2 separate regions of the Mus musculus genome follow, and region 1 is linked to region 2. A link is a contact called in public HiChIP or PLAC-seq data. All regions are on one chromosome and are shown on one strand. Each heading gives the region's core, a stretch centred on a gene start, on an enhancer-like site or on the middle of the called end of the contact. The rest is flanking DNA. Distances are from core to core; before and after follow the strand shown.

Evidence for each region. HiChIP or PLAC-seq counts read pairs in DNA pulled down with a chosen protein or histone mark.
Region 1: a FOXA1 HiChIP or PLAC-seq map of pancreatic cancer cells shows a contact between it and region 2. The contact joins two enhancer-like sites. A contact is called at or near these places in 1 of 39 promoter capture datasets (embryonic stem cells) and 2 of 115 datasets of contacts at active chromatin or transcription factors (bone marrow-derived macrophages and pancreatic cancer cells).

The regions. Positions count from the first base shown.
Region 1 is chr19:55,990,917-55,993,934 of GRCm38.p6, reverse strand. No RefSeq gene overlaps it. Among named protein-coding and RNA genes, the nearest start is that of Gm52391, 54 kb to the right of the region's middle. Within about 2 kb of position 1,599, at least 32 of the 459 cell types and tissues checked have an H3K27ac peak or open chromatin away from gene starts, as enhancers often do. A contact at or near this core is called in pancreatic cancer cells, where this site is marked.
Region 2 is chr19:55,266,925-55,270,098 of GRCm38.p6, reverse strand. Acsl5 (acyl-CoA synthetase long-chain family member 5) reads right to left here. Exons shown (of 22, transcript NM_027976.2): 2 at 1,271-1,455. The coding sequence starts at 1,426. It overlaps Gm31595 (a long non-coding RNA gene), which reads left to right. Exons shown (of 4, transcript XR_003952865.1): 3 at 1-973; 4 at 2,416-2,706. Among named protein-coding and RNA genes, the nearest start is that of Gm31595, 5.6 kb to the left of the region's middle. Within about 2 kb of position 1,663, at least 35 of the 459 cell types and tissues checked have an H3K27ac peak or open chromatin away from gene starts, as enhancers often do. A contact at or near this core is called in pancreatic cancer cells, where this site is marked.

The DNA of each region.
Region 1 (3,018 bases), core at 350-2,849, 720 kb before region 2:
GGATATCTCAAGGTGAAAAGACTCGGAGGAACAGTTCAACCTTTGCCATGTTTCCTGGGGTGGTTAGCCTGGCATGCAGAACCTCGGGGAGATGGGCCTCTGGGCCATGCCTGGAGGGCATTGTCTTGAGTACATTGACTGATGTGGGAAGATCCACTGTAACTGTGGACAGGATCACTCCCTGGGCAAGAGATGCTGGTCTGTGAAATGGAGAGTACAGGTAAGCATGGCTCTCCTCTGACCACAGACACAGTGACAGGCTGCTTCGAGCTCCAGCTTCTATGACTTCCCCACCATGTACCTTGAACTGTAAGCTGAGAAACACTTCTTCCTTAACATGTTTCTGTCAGAGTATTTACCATAGCAACGGGAAAAGAAGTTAAGACATCTACCTCATTGGAATCCTGACTCAAACAACTCTGTGTGTGTGTGTGTGTGTGTGTGTGTGTGTGTGTGTGTGTGTGTGTGTAAAAGACAGGTGGCAATGTGAACAACGTATATTGAATGCCATTGATAAATTATTGTTAAGTGTTTATGGTGTGAATAATCTTTTCTTAGGAGAGCCCTTGTTCTTTTTGGGAGTTCACACTGCAATTCAAACGAGATGGTGCTGACTCAAGGGAAGAGTGAAGCTACGGCTCGGTGTAAGACTGGCTCAAGGCCACGAGCTTGAAACCCTGACTATTCTCCATCTTATTCGTCACGGACAGTCAGTCGTATTGGGGTGTGACTTGGGAACCATGCAGCCTGCCTGAAGCATGTCTGCCATCAGCACGGCCTCGTTTTAATTACCCCTTCCTTAGACCCCATGTCCCTTAGTCATAATGCCCCATTGTACTCTGCTCTCTTCTGCAGCCCTAAAACTACTAGTGCATATTCTACCTCTGTGGATCTGTTTATTCTGGGCATTTCACCTCAATGAAATTACATAATGTGACTGGCGCCTTTTACTTAGCAGCCACGTTGCTGCCTACGCCAACACGTGGGTACTTTTTATGGCTTAATATTCTCTTTTATGACAGTTTTATTCATTGGCTGTGGGTTGTTTCTACTTTGGGGCATTTTAAGTGGAACTGTAATGAACAATAGTGTAAGCTTTTGTGTGCAAATGTCGTCATTTCTCTTGCCTGTATGCCTAGGAGTGCAGTTGTTAAATCATATGGTGACTCTATGTTTACCCATTTAAGAAACCAACAGTCTGTCTTTCTGAAAGAGGTATACCATTTCACATCCCACCAGCAACATCCTGTCTATTTTCAGACGTTCGAACTGTTCCACAATAAATTTTTTAAAAAATGCAAAAACCTGTCTGCATAGGCTAAAAGCCACCCACGCACAATCACGAAGTTGGCAACCGCGATTTGTTTTCTGTGTCACGTCTGCTGACATGGCCACCATGAGATAAGATCACAGCACCTTGCCATTTGCTGTCCCTTCCTGTGTTTTTAGATTTTTAGGTACATATCTTCTCCATTTCTTTTGGGAGGGTGAAAATCCTTGAGGAAAAAAACCCAAATGAGTCAGGTTACATGGTTCCCAGGCCAGAAGGAATGGGAGCCCCATTCTGCCCTGCCGCCCGCTCAGTAAAATGCCTGCGTGATGACTGTCCACCGTAATTACATAAAATGAAAGCCACAAAGGAAATAATTGCCGTAGGAAGGAGGAGAAAGGAGAGAGTCTTCAGAACCCAAGGTTAAATGCCGGGGCGTAAAGAGATGTAAACAAGCGAATTCTTTCAGCAGGACAATTTGGGAAGTAATGGCGCACAGAGCCACGATCTGCAGGGGACAGCGGGCACTTGGCTGCATTATTCTGTCCTAGGGTTCCATTTTCTCCTGTCAAGAGGCTTTGACTGAAGTCACAATTGTCTTCCAGTGAAAGGCTGAAATGCCACGTGGATGACTTGAGTGATGGGTCCTAACATCTTGGCTGCTCAAGAAAAAAACATGCTAATGGATTTATGCACTGAGTAAGATAAAAGGGAGGAGGAGGAGGCCCCACCCAGCCGCTGCAGCCGCATGGCACTGATGCCTTTTGGGATATTGCTAGAGAACTGAGCCTCTGTCAGAAATAAATTAATAAATACCCACCCTGCTCCCCTGTGTACCTGGTAAGAGAAACCTGGGCTCCTGGCCTTCACAAATAGCCTAGGCTGAGCTCTGGATCTCAGTTCCTCTCATTTCCTACCCAACTACATCTCTCACCTGACTTCCCCAGCAGCCCCCACTCTCAGACAGGCTAAGCATCTGGGGAGATCTCTAGGCCTACCAGATAAAACGGTCTGTTGTCATAGGAATTTACTAGCTTGATAGGATGCTCACATGGGCCCTGTCATGGGATAGCCAGGCAGGAGAAACTTCACGGGGTGTGTGTGGGGATAGCCCCAGAATATTCCTGATCTATGATGTGCCTGATTCAGTGAAGACCCTGAAGACTGAAGGTAGTAAGCTCTAACCACAGCTCGTGTGCTCAGCTGCGAAGACGGAAAGACCTGAGATTTTTATATCTTAGTGTTTTAGGAGATTGTGACAAAGAAACTCTTAGGAGTTTCTTTGGAAGGTAATGAGAGTGTACACTATGGGTTAAATTTTTATTGTCTGTGGCTATCACCAATGGGGAATAGGATCATGGTCCCTGGGGATAATATAACCCATCCCCTTTATACAGTTGAGGAAGGTAAAGGCCAGAAAGTGGATGAGACCTCTTACAGTTAGGAGAGCTAATCTCACTTCCATGCCACAGCCTAGGAAAAAGCCCCACTCAGAACAGCGAAAGGACCTGGAACTGGAAGCCCTCTCTTGACTGATGAATCACCACCTCCACTGGTCCACGCCCAGCTTCTCTCTGGCCCATCCTTTCCCATGCCCCCTCCCAACCTTGGCCACCACCTAGAGCAGGCTGCCACCCTCAGCTCAAACTCTGAGCTGTATTGCAATATCTCCCATTGCCCCTGCCTTTATCATTCCAAAACTGCAGCTACATGATGGTCAGCTACCTGTTTAGAACCCACCAGTGACC
Region 2 (3,174 bases), core at 414-2,913:
ACACTTGAACTTCACAGATGTCAGAACTGGGTGTTGTGCCTTTACAGGCATTCCTAAATTACAGTAATTTATTGTGTTGGAATAATGTGTAGGTGTGCATACCATGGCACATGCATGGGTGGCTGAGGACACTTCTGTGACACTTGCTTCTCCCCTTCCATCTTCCCACAGCTTCTGGGAATTGAGCTCAGGTCTCCAGCCCGCAGAGCAAGCATCTTAATCCACTGAGCACTTCACTAGCAAAAAAGCAGATGTCTTCCCAGCTGTGAGTTATGCAGAATCAGAGTTGGTGGCTAACTCTGAGTTAAGCTGCTGCTTTTTATGAATTACGTTTCATTAACACACTTCTGATCATTTATTTACAGGTCGCTGGTGCTTTCACTCTCTAACAGCATTAAGTGGAGGCCAGCTCCAGGTGCATGTGGCCCAGAAAACCTTCACAATTTACTGCCTGCCTCTTACAGGGGGTCCGGTGCTTCAGGGGAATCAAAACATGGTGGAAGGAAACAATAGAAGCAGAGGGGGAGGAGCCTAGATGACTGAGGATGGTTTCAGGAAGATGCATTGTTGAAAGGGGATGTGGAAGGTGGAGTGGTCAGGACACAAGTGTCAGTCAGTTGAGAGGAAGGCTGAAGGCTGGTGGCTTATAAATGGAACAGGTGAGGGAAGTTGTGGACAGAGTAGGAGGGCTCAACTGGCCAGAGACAAGGATGCTCTTTTCTCTGAAGAGGAAACTGGATGAAAATGGGTTGTGCTTGCCGCTTGCGGAGGCGGAGGGAAGGAAATGCAGGGAAGGCATGCTTGGTCAGGAGGAAACTGGGCATCTTGCTGAAAGCCAGAGGAATGTGCCCGGTTCAGCTTCCACCAGTACTGACCAGTGAATATTAGCTGAAACTCAGACCTGCAGAAAGCAGCCACTTCAGACGCTGGATGCCTCCAGGAAGCTGGCCTCCTAGCAAAGTCTCTCTAAATAGTAAGTAGTTTCATAGAACATACAAAAACTGCTCCTTATAAACAATTCACCTAGTTAAAGAGTTGGAACTCTATCCTTAGTTTACATCTGCATAGGAAGGGGAGTAGTTAGCAACCCACAATCTAGGCCACCACCTTATACTACTGGTTTTATTGTGTTTCGAGGGAAATTTGCTAGAAAAAGACATTTGCAGACTGAAGGTTCACTTCCCCAGTTCTTTCCCTTCATATGTTACCCCCACCAGGGTTTGAATTGCAGTATGTGCTCAGTCAAGGCTGACAAACTGAAGGTCATTACCTCAATCCCCACAGACTGGTTGTCCAAGTCAATGAGAGGTAAAACTGGCTGAGGTCTGTTGATCAGCCACAGGAAGATGGCCGTTCCAAACGTCAGGAGGCAGATCAGGGCCGGAGTTGGAAGTGGGGAAAACAAGAAGTTAAAAATAAAAAGCATCTTTGTGAATACCAACAGGAAATTCAGACCTTAAAAAAAAAAGAAAAAACAAAGAAAAAGTTAGAGGAAGTGGGTGCATTTTTATGTTTTACTCTGTTTACAGAGGGACACACATGTTCTCTCTCTCTCTCTCTCTCTCTCTCTCTCTCTCTTTCTCTCTCCCTCCCTCCCTCTCTCATATGCTCTCTGAACAGAGCTGGGCCTCTCTAGAATTTCTTGCACTGTTTACCTTGGCAATGTTGGAAATAATGGAAGCAGTCTCCACCCCAGCTACTTGACCGTCCTCACACAAGGCAGAAGGAATCAAAGAAGACAAGTTAATCATTTCCCAATTTCGAGAACCAACTGCTTCTTTATTTATGGCCCACAGAACCCAGAAGGCCACCTTGCCACCTAGCATAGTAGGGGAGGGTGTGCAGACAGCCTCCCCTGCTCAGGCAGAGTCCAGCTCTTCCACCTGGGCTCCCCTGACATAAACTAAACAGTAGGGACCTCTACAGAGGTGACGTCACAGCTTTCACAAACCAATCATCCTGCAGGAAAGATGCTCCTGTATCCCACATCACCATCTCAGAAGCCCTGGGGAACCATTTCTCTTGAGATCAACATTGGACGTACAGAGAAAGGCAGTCAAGAATGTACCCAACACGATGAACAGATAGGATTTGGGCTCTTGAAGGAACTGGAGCACACAAGCTTCCGCTCATATAGCTCTTTATAGCATTTCAGCCACCCCATAAGTGAGCCAGCCTTTCTGTGTGTCCTTTCATAAGTTTCAGACTTGGATAGGTTAGTAGCAGCCGATAAGTACTGATTATGCCCAGCACTGAGCAGAGGTAGATACCAGCATCATGAAGTACTGTTTCACAGAAAAGAACATAAGCCTCACGGGGGTGGGAGGCAGAGACTTTTCCAAGTCCACACCCTGGTTTTCCAGCCTTCTCCAGGAAGAGCTATCATACACCTAGTTGTTTTCTTATTGTTCCTAGGCTCAGGACTCAGGAACTGAATATCTGGGGCCTTACAGATCACAGCAAATGAAGTCCCAGATCTGCATTCTTCAAACTTGACTGCAACACACAGCAGAACAGCATCTCAGAGTCCAGGTCAATTGATCCTACTCAAAATCAAAGGGGCAAAACAAGCCCAATAAAAATCTTTGTCAGATCAGGATCTTAGCTATGCTTAGAGTTTTGTGTTAGGCACCTGGAACCTTCTTCCATGAAGGCAATTCTTCATTCCAGTCCAGAATAGCCCTAACACATCAAGGGGGAGGGTTCTTTTTTTTTGGGGGGGGGGACAAGAAAGAATGCCAGGTCCTTGTTCTCATGGTCGGTCCCTTGCTTAACTATAGGGTGGTTACTTTCCATTTTATGGAGGAAAACTAAACTCCAGAGTCTGAGATATCAGCTCTGAAACACCTTCTACACTGAATCCAGGGGTAGAAAATAAAAGAAAACCAGGACCCACCTATTACCCAAGCTGGGGTGTGAAACATTAGGGAGCAATCGTGATTCCCTGGCAGGGTTCTGATAGTTGGGGCTTGGCAATCCAGCTATACCTGGGCTTGTCCAGCCATGAGGGACTCCAGGAGCCAAAGCCAGTAAGAGCAGCCAGGTAGGTCACCGTTTTTAGGGCAGCTATTTCAACCCAGAGTGAAAGGGAGATGGCCCCAGGGAAACTGTGGCTTTGGCAGCAAGTAGCAGAGCCAGTTAGAAATCTAGTTAGTACTTGTCCCTACCTGCCTC